2 separate regions of the Mus musculus genome follow, and region 2 is linked to region 1. Evidence: chromatin contacts called from public Hi-C data. All regions are on one chromosome and are shown on one strand. Each heading gives the region's core, a stretch centred on a gene start, on an enhancer-like site or on the middle of the called end of the contact. The rest is flanking DNA. Distances are from core to core; before and after follow the strand shown.

The links. Hi-C and Micro-C count contacts between places; a contact is called where the count stands out from the background.
Region 2: a contact with region 1 is called in a Hi-C map of liver, with 12 times the contacts expected there. The contact joins the enhancer-like site here to the promoter of Sult2a8 in region 1. A contact is called at or near these places in 4 of 39 promoter capture datasets (cranial neural crest, liver and pre-B cells), 10 of 484 Hi-C or Micro-C datasets (Kupffer cells and liver), 4 of 115 datasets of contacts at active chromatin or transcription factors (hepatocytes and liver) and 2 of 9 other capture datasets (adipose tissue and pancreatic islet).

What each region holds. Positions count from the first base shown.
Region 1 is chr7:14,436,108-14,442,543 of GRCm38.p6, reverse strand. Sult2a8 (sulfotransferase family 2A, dehydroepiandrosterone (DHEA)-preferring, member 8) reads left to right here and starts at 3,993. Exons shown (of 7, transcript NM_001199306.1): 1 at 3,993-4,088.
Region 2 is chr7:14,519,017-14,525,452 of GRCm38.p6, reverse strand. No RefSeq gene overlaps it. Among named protein-coding and RNA genes, the nearest start is that of Gm38596, 11 kb to the left of the region's middle. Within about 2 kb of position 2,547, at least 2 of the 459 cell types and tissues checked have an H3K27ac peak or open chromatin away from gene starts, as enhancers often do. A contact at or near this core is called in hepatocytes and liver, where this site is marked.

The DNA of each region.
Region 1 (6,436 bases), core at 2,744-5,243:
CCCCCCCCCAAAAGAACCCAAAAATATTCCAATGAATAAAGTTAAACATGTGCATGCACAACACACACACACACACACACACACACACACACACACACACCAAAACACCAGTGAGAAGGCTCAGCAGATTAAGAGTGCTTGCTACCAAGGTGGGTGACCCAAATTTACTTCCCTAATCCTCATGGTAAAAGGAGAAAACTGATTATACGAATTGATTTCTGACCTCCACAGGAGAAACATGGTTCGTGTGTGTGTGCGCACACATACATACACACACACACACACACACACACACACACACACACACCAATGTACATATAAACAAATAATAAATTTTAATAAAACTATAGGGACATTTAGGAGACAAAACCTCTCTTGCTTTCCCAAAAACATATTTATGTAATATATGTATTGTATTTTATATACAAAGTTGTTTGGCCTGCCTGATTGTCTGTGCAATGTGTGCTTGCAGAGTTCTTATAGGACAGAAGAGGGTATGTAATCTCACAATACTGAAGCTTCACTTTGTTGTGAGCCTCTATGTAGGAGCTGAAACTTGAACCCTGGTCAACAGAAAGATCCAAATTTGTTCTTAACCACTGAACCATCTCTGCAGGCTCTACTTTTAAAAAGAATCAATAAAGAAAGAAAAAAGAGAAACTAAAGAAAGAGAAAGAAAGAGAGAAAGAAAGAAAGAAAGAAAGAAAGAAAGAAAGAAAGAAGAGAAAATAAAGGAAGAAAAAAGAAATAAAAAGAGAGAGAGAGAGGGAGAGAAGGAAGGAAGGAAGGAAGGAAGGAAGGAAGGAAGGAAGGAAGGAAGGAAGGAAGGAAGGAAAGAAAGAAGAAGAAAGAAAGGAAAGAAAAATGTAAAGAAATCCTATATGATATTCAAATATCAGAAACGATAAGCCATGGCAGAAAAACTCTAGACAATTTAGAATGCCTTCCTAGATTATGTATGACCTTATGCCTCACATTGTCTCAGAAGCACATAGCATTGAAACCATGCATTATCCTTCAACATTCAATGTGAACTTGCCCAGCTACATTCTCGCTGGCTTAGGACATGAATCCTCATATGTCATATTGTGAACATTTTGTCTGTTCTGTTCCAACATCAAGTATTTGTGGTCGATATTTATGTAGATCCATAACATCGTGACATTTATGACTTAGTGTTGAGCTGGTTCTAGTCTTTATGACTTCTAAGATGGAATAGGAAAAAGCTTTCTTAGGAACCATTCTTATCAATAGGTCAGTCTACTTGAGTCAGATGCATTATAAGCAAGAAGCAAACAGGTATAAATGCACAGAATGTTTATTAACCTATGGGGGAAAAACAGTAGATCTTCACATGTGGTATTGCAGATGACTCCATGGGACAGCTTGTATCTTCCAATAATCACATGGTGTTTCCTTGGAATTCTGTCCTATTACCTGGTCAGTTTGAATGTTTCATACCACAGGTACATGCACTCTCAAGTATCTATTTCACTGCCTTATCACATTTGATGTCTTATTAGGATTACCTCATTAACTGTCCTGAATGACATAGACAAAAAACACAAAAATCTGGGGAAGACTTGTGTAGCTGATATTTGCTATCTTGATGGTTCTTCTTTCATTCATGCTTTTCCTCCCCGTTTCTTCCACATTTCAATCTTCTATCACTAATCAGGAAAGAGAAAAGAATAGAGAGCAAAGGTGGCTATGTTATCATTTGACTATTTCCTGCTGATTAGGCTCATCGAGTTCCTCAATGCAAATTTAATATTCAACCTTAGCGTATTTAATTTCTTCTTGATTTTTCTTCTCTGCACATGAGTACTTAACAACATGGGATAACATTGACCAACAACAATGAATCAACACCCAACAACCTACACTACCTTTTGTGGCATTGATATATCCTCTAAAATATCCCCAGAATTCCAAACCATATATTCATAGACACAATCTCCATCTTGCAATATCATGCCTGTGAAAGAGAGTGAAGCAAATCACAGTCAACTGCTGTGTGCAATCTGAAGCAGCCTCATATTACATGAATGGGATTAAAATGAAAACATTTTTATAATATTTCTCTGTTTTTAAAGAAACCAAAATTCCAAAATTGTGACTAAATGCTTGCATCAATACCAGAACTGACTAGATAGTAGAATAGTTGCTACTTTAGGAAGTTAGCCTTGAGCAATGACATATGTCATATCCCAAACTTACGTCTTTTCTATGGTCTAATTTAAAGTCTTCAGCGTATCATAATTTAAAGAATTATTTTAATTATTCATTTTTACTGTTTTGAGAGTGCCCTATATGATTATTGCATTTACCTTTTTAAAATCCCTCTCTATTTTTCACTTCTACTCATCCTGTGTCTCCTGAATCCCTCTCAAAAAATGTATAACTTCTGAGCTGATTATAAGATATACAAGTATTTAAGAGTAATGACCTAAATGAAGGGCTTTAATAAAACAAAGAAATAGATGAATATTAAAGAGCTACGTTTTTTTTTCTAAGAAAACAGAGAGGTAAAATAGAGGAAAAGGAATTGTATTCAGCATTACTGACTCTATAGAGTTACTTTTGGGTACAGAGATGGCAGGCTGGAAACAATTTTTGATTCACTGAAAAAAATAACAACCAACCCACAAACCCAGACACCAAAAATCTACACAGAAGATTAGTTTCTTATGAAACTAGGGTCATAACCCAGGGTCATGTGAGGAGAGGGAATAACAATTGTGAAAATATCTCCAACATACAGGACTTTAGTCAAATCTGAAGGCTATTTTCCTGATTAATGATTGATGTCAGATGGCTCAGGACCAAAATGTTGGAGTTATGAGCACTGGGGAGCTGATCCTGCATAATATAATTAAGAAGACTGAGGAAGCCCTAAGGAGCAAGCCAAGAAGAAGTGATCTTCCATGGTCTCTGAACTTTTCTCTTGAGACATGATCTTCACTGCTTGTCTTAGTCAGGGTTTGTATGCCTGCACAAAACATCATGACCAAGAAGCAAGTGTGGGCACAAGGGTTTATTCAGATTATACTTCCACATTGCTGTTCATCACCAAAGGATGCCAGGATAGCAACGTTCACAAGGCAGGAACTTGGAGCCAGGAGCTGACAGAGACCACGGAGGGGTGCTGCTTACTGGATTGCTTTTCCTGGCTTTCTAAGCTTGCTTTCTTGTAGAACTCACGACTTCCAGCCCAGGGATGGCAACACCCAGAATGTGCCCTCCTCTCTTGATCACTAATTGAGAAAATGTCTTACAGCTGGATATCATTGGAGGCATTTTCTCAAGGGAGGCTCCTTTCTCTGAGATAACTCCAGTTTGTGTCAAGTTGACACACAAAACAAGTCAGTACACTGCTATATGCTTAGAGTGCAAGTTCTGTTTAATGTAGATGAAGTAGTTCGCACTAGAAACCTGTAATTTAAATTTCTCTTAGCTCCAGAAAAAAAAATTTATAAAGAAGGAAAGAAAATTCTCCCCTAGGATGGTAAAGTGGAGAAGGCTTGTTACCCTGCTTTAAGTAACTGCTAGACATCTCTGATTAGACACTAGAGGTTTTGGTATTTTTCTAAATAACTGTGGTTGATTTTGATCTTCTTTTTGTCCTGCTTCAGTTCTTGTCTTGAGTTTTTGCACCAATTTCCCTCCAGGATGGATTTATACGGTATAACAAATGCCTTCTTTCACAAGCTGTTTTTGATCAGGCTGTTTATCACAGCAGTGGAAAGCAAACTTAGACATGTAATATAGAACTATGGAATCCAATATTTACACATGGTGGCTTGTAAGGTCTGCTCAATAGTTTAAAGGTCATATTACATTTGATCAATTCTGGTTTGGAAACAACATGACATGAAATCAATAGGCAAAGTTAGGGATGTAGGTCAGGGGTTAAAAGCTTATCTAGAATCCAGGCATCTCTGAATTCAATCCTCAGAGGCATATAAATAGTAGGTTGAGACAGATGAATCAGTAAGTAGTTCAAGTTCACCCTGAGTTACACAGTGAGTTTGTGTTCAGCCATGGTCACATAAAAACCTGCAAAAGCAAAATCTATATAGGCAATTGTAAGTACAAATATGTATTGTTATGTATGAGTACATGTGTATATTCATGTGTGATAGATAGCATATGCAGTGTTTATTCATGGATATGTGTGTGTTAACATGTTTGTCTGTGTGTTCTCATATGTGTATGACTGAGTAGCATGTACACATACACATAATGCTATTGCTTATGTGGAGGATGGAGGTTGATGTGGAACAACTTCCTCATTCAATCGTTTACTTATTAAAAAAAAAAAGGGTGTTTCCTCAAGGCATCCAAAGCTCACTGTTTCTTCTTTGCTGGATTCCCCGTGAGTCCCTGTTATGTGCCTCTCTCAATTCCTCTACCACAGTTCAGAGGTTACAGGCTTTTTGAACAATTTCTGAATTTAATGTTAGTGCTGAGCTATAAAATCAGCTTCTAATTATTCCTCAGCAAGCATTTTACACACAGATTGATCTTACTGACTCACAATTAGCCAAGGTAAATTCATTAACAAAAATCAGTAACATAAATTAATTAAACATTTAATTAATTTGAATAAATTTAAAATTTTGAAAATTATTTCATTTATTTACATTCTAAATTTTGCTCACATCCTGGTCCCCCTCCCAAAGTCCTTCACCCCATACTCCCTCCCTAGTGCCACTGAGAGTATACTCCCCCACCCACCCAACAATTCCCACTAACCCACCCACCCCACATACCCAGCCATCCACCCAGTGTGTCCTCTCCCCTGGGGTATCAAGTCTCTACAGGATTAGGCACATGCACTCGCACTGAGAACTGACAAGACATTCTTCCTCTACATATGTGCAGGAGGTCACAGATCATGTATGCTCTGGTTGGTGGCTTAGTCTCTGGGAGCACCCAGGGGACCAGGGAAGTTGACAGTGTTGGTAGTCCTATGGGGTTGCCACCCCCTTCAGCTTCTTAAATCCTTCCCTTATCTCTTCCATAGGGGTCCCCATCCTCAGTCCAATGGTTGGCTGTAAGTATCTGCAACTGTCTGAGTTAGTTGCTGGTATAGCTTATCGGAGGACTACAATGCTATGCTCCTGTCTGCAAGCATAACATGGCATCAGTAATAGTGTCAGGGTTTGGTGCCCATATATGGAAGGAATTCCAATTTGGGCTGATCACTGGCTGTCATTTTATTCAGTTTCTGCTCCATCTTTTTCCCTGCATTTCTTCTAGACAAGAACAATTCTGGGTCAAAAAGTCTGAAAGTGGGTCTGTCATCCCACCCCACAATTATAGGCCCTGTTTATCTGCTGGAGGTAGTCTCTTCAGGTTCATTTTCCCCATTGTTGCGTATTTCAGCTAAGGTCTTCACCATTCAGTCCTGGTAGCCTTTAGCATCCCATGTCTCTCTGGGACATTATGGCAGTTTCCTTCATTCTCCTTCCTAAGCAGCTGCATGAAAATTTACTCATTTGGCTGTCTAGACTTCTCTTCGTCTGCTCCCATGCCTAATCCTGCCCCCTTTTCCCCTCCAATTCCCCTCTCTCACTCAGGTCCCTCCCTCCCTCTTCCTCCCATGATTACTTTGTTACTTTTCCTAAGTGAGATTGAAGCATCCTGACTTGGGACTTCCTTCTTGTTAAACGTCTTACAGTTGTGGGTTGTATCATGGATGTTCTGTACAGTTTGACTAATATCCACTTATAAATTAGTACATATTATGCAGGTCCTTTTGGGCCTGGGTTAACAAACTTAAAATGATATTTTCTAGTGCCATCTATTTTCCTGCAAAATTCATGATGTCCTTGTTTTTGATAGCTGAATAATATTTCATTGTGTAAATCAACCACATTTTCTGTATCCATTCTTAGGTAGAAGGATATATGGGTTGTTTACAGTTTCTTCCTATCATGGACACAGGTACTAAGAATATAGTAGAACACATGCCCTTGTGGTATGGTGGGATATATTTTCGGTATATTTCCAGGAACAGTACAACTGGGTATTCAGGTACAAGTATTTACAATTATCTGAGGAACTGCCAGATTGATTTTTAGAGTAGTTGTACCAGTTTGCAATCCCAAGAGCAAAGGAAGAGTGTTCCTCTTTCTCCTTATCCTTGCAGGTATGTGCTGTCAATTGGGTTTTTTATTTTAAGCATTCTGATTGGTGTAGTGTGGAATAACAAGGGGGTTTTGATTTGCATTTTTCTGATGACTATGAACATTGATCATTTCTTTAAATGCTTCTAGGCCATTCAATGTTCTTCTGTTGAGAATTCTGTTTAGCTCTTTACCCCATTTTTAATTGTGTTATTTGGTTTTTGAGTCTAAGTTCTTGAGTTCTTTATATATTTTGGATATTATACCTCTATCAGGTTTAGTGAAACTCTTTTCCCAATCTG
Region 2 (6,436 bases), core at 1,298-3,797, 84 kb before region 1:
CATGCAGCAATGACCTCCTGGTTAGAGATGATGCCAGAATGACTCAATACCAGCCTCTCTTCTTGAATGTCCCCAGGATAGCTTTTCAACTTCCCTTGCTCCCGACCTTGACCTCTATCTATGGGCCTCTACATGACTGATCAGATTGATACAGAGGTAATGTAGTTCATCAGTGGCAACAGCTTCATTCAGGATGGACAGAGGTATGCTGGGCAGTGGAGGTCTCAGACACTGAGATCATATGGACAGAGCCACTCCTGGCAGGAATATCACTCCAGAAAGCTGAACTAGAAGCTCTGACCAAGGCATCATACTTGAGAAAAGCTGAGAGACACACATGGCTGGTGTACCTTTGCAACTGCTTATATCTGTGGAGTTATTTATAGGGAGAGTGGCCTTTTGATGGCAGAAGGAAGAACTAAACTCCATCCCAGGGGGCAACAAGACAGCACAGTGGATGGCCCTAAAAATGGGCCCATCATGCCCTTGATTGCCCTAGACCCAGGAGAATCCATAATCTCTGATCAGACAGAAGATGTGATCTGGACCAAAATCCTGTCTATGTCTCGGTATCATCAGTGAAGATAAAGCACAACTGACTACAAATTAATTGTACCTGGGAAAAATTAGTCCAAATATACTGAAAAGTATTGTCACACATGGGACGCTGCGGAATGCAAGACTTAGTCTACCAGTCCACTACCAGAGTATCCAGCAATACCTCTCCTGGGCATATATCCAGAAGGTGTTCCAACTGGTAAGAAGGAGACATGTTCTACTATGTTCATAGCAGCTTTACTTATAACAGCCAGAAGCTGGAAAGAACCCAGATGCCCCTCAACAGAGGAATGGATACAGAAAATGTGGTATATTTACACAATGGAGTACTACTCAGCTATTAAAAAGAATGAATTTATGAAATTCCTAGGCAAATGGATGGACCTGGAGGGCATCATCCTGAGTGAGGTAACCCAATCACAAAAGAACTCACATGATATGTACTCACTGATAAGTTGATATTAGCCCAGAAACTTAGAATACCCAAGATATAAGATACAATTTGCAAAACACATGAAACTCAAGAAGAATGAAGACCAAAGTGTGGATAGTTTGCCCCTTCTTAGAATTGGGAACAAAACACCCATGGAAGGAGTTACAGAGACAAAGTTTGGAGCTGAGACAAAAGGATGGACCATCTAGAGACTGCCATACCTGGGGATCCATCCCATAATCAGCCTCTAAACACTGACACCATTGCATACACTAGCAAGATTTTGCTAAAAGGACCCTGATATAGCTGTCTCTTGTGAGGCTATGCCGGGGCCTAGCAAACACAGAAGTGAATGCTCACAGTCAGCTATTAGATGGATCAGAGGGACCCCAATGGAGGAGGTAGAGAAAGTACCCAAGGAGCTCGGGGGATCTGCAACCCTATATGTGGAACAACAATATGAACTAACCAGTGCCCCTGTGTTAGTCAGGGTTTCTATTCCTACACAAACATTATGACCAAGAAACAAGTTGGGAAGGAAAAGATTTATTTGGCTTATGCTTCCATACTGCTGTTCATCACCAAAGGAAGTCAGGACTGGAACTCAAGCAGGTCAGGAAGCAGGAGCTGATGCAGAGGCCATGGAGGGATGTTCTTTACTGGCTTGCTTCACCTGGCTTGCTCAGCCTGCTCTCTTATAGAACCCAAGACTACCAGCCCAGAGATGGTCCCACCCACAAGGGGCCTTTCCCCCTTGATCACTAATTGAGAAAATGCCTTACAGTTGGATCTCATGGAGGCATTTCCTCAACTGAAGCTCCTTTCTCTGTGATAACTCCAGCTGTGTCAAGTTGACACAAAACTAGCCAGTACAGCCCCCCTGGATCTTGTGTCTCTAGCTGCATATGTACCAGAAGATAGCCTAGTCGGCCATCAGTGGAAAGAGAGGCCCATTGGTCATTCAAAGTTTATATGCCTCAGTACAGGGGAACACCAGGGCCAAGAGGTGGGATTGGGTGGGTGGGGGAGTGGGTCGGGGAGTATGTGGGGGACTTTTGGGATAGCATTGGAAATGTAAATGAAATAAACACCTAATTTAAAAAAAGAAAATAATTTTCAAAAACTGCTCCCCCCCCCAAAAAAAAGTAAGAGATGGCAATTTAAAAATAGCTGAAATTGTTAAAAACTGTAAGGCCTGTCAACCGACTAATGCATTTGCCAATTAGAAGGACCCCTGTACTCAATACCAGAGCACCAAGCCAGGAGTCTACAAATATTTGCTGGTATTTATACATATCTTTCAGGATGGACTAAGACTTTCCCAACTAAGCCTGAGATGTAGAGACAGTAATAAATAAACTACGGAAAGAAAAATTTCCAAGGTACAGTTTTTCTACACTTAAAGAGTTCAACAGTTGACCCTCATTTGTGGCCCTGGTAAGTTAGAGATTAACTAATATTCTAGGGATTGATTAGCAACTTCATTGTTCTTACAGACACCAGAGTCCAGGATAGGTAGAAAAGATAAACAGAACCTTAAAAAACCCATAAACAGGACCCATAACTAAATTGACCTTGGAGACTGATGGTAACAAGGTGATGCTTCTTTCCTTCATTATTTACAGAATATGTTTGGTTAACCTATTGATCGAAGTTATTCCATAAGCAGATAATTGTTAATTATTATACAATCTTGAGGGTGTCCAATGGGTATACAAATGTGTTTGGCTTAAACTTCTTTCTTTCCATAAAGCAGATCCACCTCTGGACTCCACCAACTTTAGCCTTGGGAGATTGGGCCCAAATCAAAAGACACTGCTAGAGGTCACTACAGCATTACTAAAAGGGTATCTGTGCTACACAGTTACAATATAGATCCACTAAACATCTGTTCATAGTTAAAGAAGATGCTAGACAGCAGAAGAATTAATCCTCAAGACTCCCTCCTGTTTCCCACTGATGGTACCTCTCCCCAAGAGACACCAAAAAGTCATAGCCCTGCTACTAACTGTTTTCATGAAGCTTCATGAAGTCCCAAGGTTGGGACTTCTAGTCACATGAGCAAGCTTGGGGAGGGGTGATATTCTAATTCTTTTAAGTTCAGACTCCATTTCAGAGAACCTGAGCTAAGTTTGAACTCAGGTAAACTAACAGGCTGGTACTTAACATTAGTTTCCAAGTTTCCCCCCACTACCTAAAAAAAACCAGAGCATAGCTCTAGTCCCTAGGCTAATTCCTAACAAGGCCAACATCTTCAGGTCATTCCCTCAACAAACCTGCACTCTCAGGTTAGAAGCCCACCCCATGCTTAATGACCATCAATGCAGAGCGGAGCAGAAATTAAGTTTGTGATATTGCTGCAGGCCAGCCCCAGCGTGGGAGTCTACTTTTTCCTTAGTTCTTCTTAAGGCAGCAGATGGGGAAGAGCATCAGGCAAGGGTAACACTTGGTCTAATGATTCAGGGATAAGAACTTGTCTTACAAGATATTTCACGTTGCTATATATTAAAAAGTTTACTTATCTAAGTATAAGTTACTATGCTACTGTAGCTGACCTGCTTTCTGTGATCCCCTGAGGCCAGAAACTGCAGTTTCTGACACTTAGCACTTCCTCCTCTAAACCCAAAGTATTAAGTACAAAGTAAGTATTTTGTACTATCTCAGCAGGAGCTGCACAGCTCTAACTTTCTTTTTTTAATTAATTAATTAATTAATTAATTAATTAATTAATTAATTTTTTAGGTATTTTCCTCGTTTACATTTTCAATGCTATCCCAAAGGTCCCCCATACCCACCCCCCCAATCCCCTACCCACCCACTCCCCCTTTTTGGCCCTGGCGTTCCCCTGTACTGGGGCATATAAAGTTTGCAAGTCCAATGGGCCTCTCTTTACAGTGATGGCCGACTAGGCCATCTTTTGATACATATGCAGCTAGAGACAAGAGCTCCGGGGTACTGGTTAGTTCATATTGTTGTTCCACCTATAGGGTTGCAGTTCCCTTTAGCTCCTTGGGTAATTTCTCTAGCTCCTCCATTGGGGGCCCTGTGACCCATCCAATAGCTGACTGTGATCATCCACTTCTGTGTTTGCTAGGCCCCGACATAGTCTCACAGGAGAGCAGCTCTAACTTTCAACAGGCTAATTGGAAGTCAATAAGAGAGAAAGGGGGCACTTAGAAAAGTGGTTATAAAAAATACTCACAGGAGAAAATAGAAGATAAAGTGTGGAGTAGACACTGAAGGAAAGGCCATCCAGAGACAGCCCCACCTGGTTGGGGATCCATCCAATAAACAGCCACCAAACCCAGACATTGGGTTCACACACACACAGACACACACACACACACACACACACACAAATCAAATCATAAATTGAAATAGAAATTTACAACACATCCTGGGCGCTATCTCCCAAGGTCCCCAGAGGATTCTACATACTGCAGGCACCATAGCAAACCCAGGACCTTGAGATCACTGGTGAGTGGAATTCAACATCTGTTCTAAACAAACAAACAAACAAACAAACAAACAAAAACAAACAAAAAACCCAGAGGGTCTTGTGCTAGTAGCAACAGGGTCAAAGAAAAAGGCAGGACACAATGAGAAGACTAAATCTAAGGGTAATAATAGGTGTAGATGAGAATGAAGATTTTCAACTTAAAAGCTACTAAATATCTTCAATGAAATTATAGAAGAAAACTTCCCTAAACTAAAGAAAGAGATGCCCAGGAACATACAAGAAGCCTACAGAACTCCAAATAGACTGGACCAGAAAAGGAATTCCTCCTGACATATAATAATCAGAACAACAAATGCAGTAAATAAAGATAGAATTTAAAAGCAGTAAGGGTAAAAGTTCAAATAACATAAAAAGGCAGACCTAATAGAATTACACCAGTCTTCTCACCAGAGATCATGAAAGCCAGAAGATCCTGCACAGAAGTTATACAGACCCTAAGAGAACACAAATGCCATCCAAGACTACTATACCCAGCAAAACTCTCAATTACCATAGATGGAGAAATCAAAGTATTCCATGACAAAACCAAATTTACACAATGTCTTTCCACAAGTCCAGCCTTTCAAAGGATAATAAAGGGAAAATACAAACACAAGGATGGAAATTATGCCCTAGAAAAAGCAAAAAAGGAATCCTTCCACAACCCTAAAAGAAGACAGCCGCAAGAACAGAATCCCAACACTAACAACAAAAATAACAGGAAGGAACATTTACTTTTCCTTAATATCTCTTAATATCAATGGACTTAATTTCCCAATAAAAAGACGTAGACTAACAGATTGTCTACCTAAACAGGACCCAACTTTTTGCTGCTTATGGGAAACCCACCTCGGGGCATGATGGGGACACAGATAAAGATATGGCACTTTTTTGTTTCAAATAGCCACTCCCCCATGAGTCACCTATACACTTCCTGACTTTTGCATTTTGGTGTCTGTCAATAGATTTGGATTCCTTGACACAGTACCTTGATGTAAAAGGGTGATAAATATATATGCAAGGCTGTACTTATATCAATTCAGAACTCTGTTATACTGGAGAGGGATACTGGTATTCCACAGTGTCAGCGAATCTTAGTGATCAGGGTCATCCTCAAAATGTATGACTCCAAATTGAATCTTTCTTAGTCTGTGGGTTTTGTGCCCAGGTCATTTTGCCTGTCTAGTATCCTTAGAGTTCTGTGATGGAGACCCAGGCCCAGGTTTTTTACTCAGCATTTTCATATTAGGGGCCTTTGGGGCATTGGGCTGTGCACAGACAGGTTGGTCTCCAGTTGAGCTGAGGCCTGAACTCTGAGAGGGTGACAATTCACCTACATGACATGGTAGGCTTTTCCTCATGCTACACGAACTCTATCTCCTGCCTAAGTTACCAACCCCCACAACCCCCCCACAAGAGAAGCATTGATAGAAGTCACGTAGACAATGTCCCAAGCTTCTGACCTTCAGGCTAAACTCTTCCCCTGTTATCTAGCAAAAGTAAAGACCATAAAAATGGCTGTTCATCTCCACCTCACTTCTTACTCGTCTCTCTCTTAATTCTCACTCTCACCCACTCACCCCTCTCTTTCTTCTCTCCTTTCTCACTCCTCTCTCTTCTCCCTTTGTCTTCTCTCCTCTCTCACTGCTCTCTCCTCTCCTCTCCTCTCCTCTCCTCTCCTCTCCTCTCCTCTCCCCTCCTCTCCCCTCCCTTCCTTTCCCCTCCCCTCCATTCCTCTCTCCCCCTTATTCGCTTTCTTTCTAGTCTTTCACCCCCTCTCTCTGTCTTTTCTACCTTCTCTCTTTCTCCCTGTCGTCTATAATAAAGCACTATAAACATAGAATGTCTCTGCTCATCAAGGCCCACTGTCCTTGGAGGATGGGATAGGCTTTTTTCTAATGAGCCCTTTCTAATCTCCTGATGGAAGGCCTTCCTGTGCTCCAGTC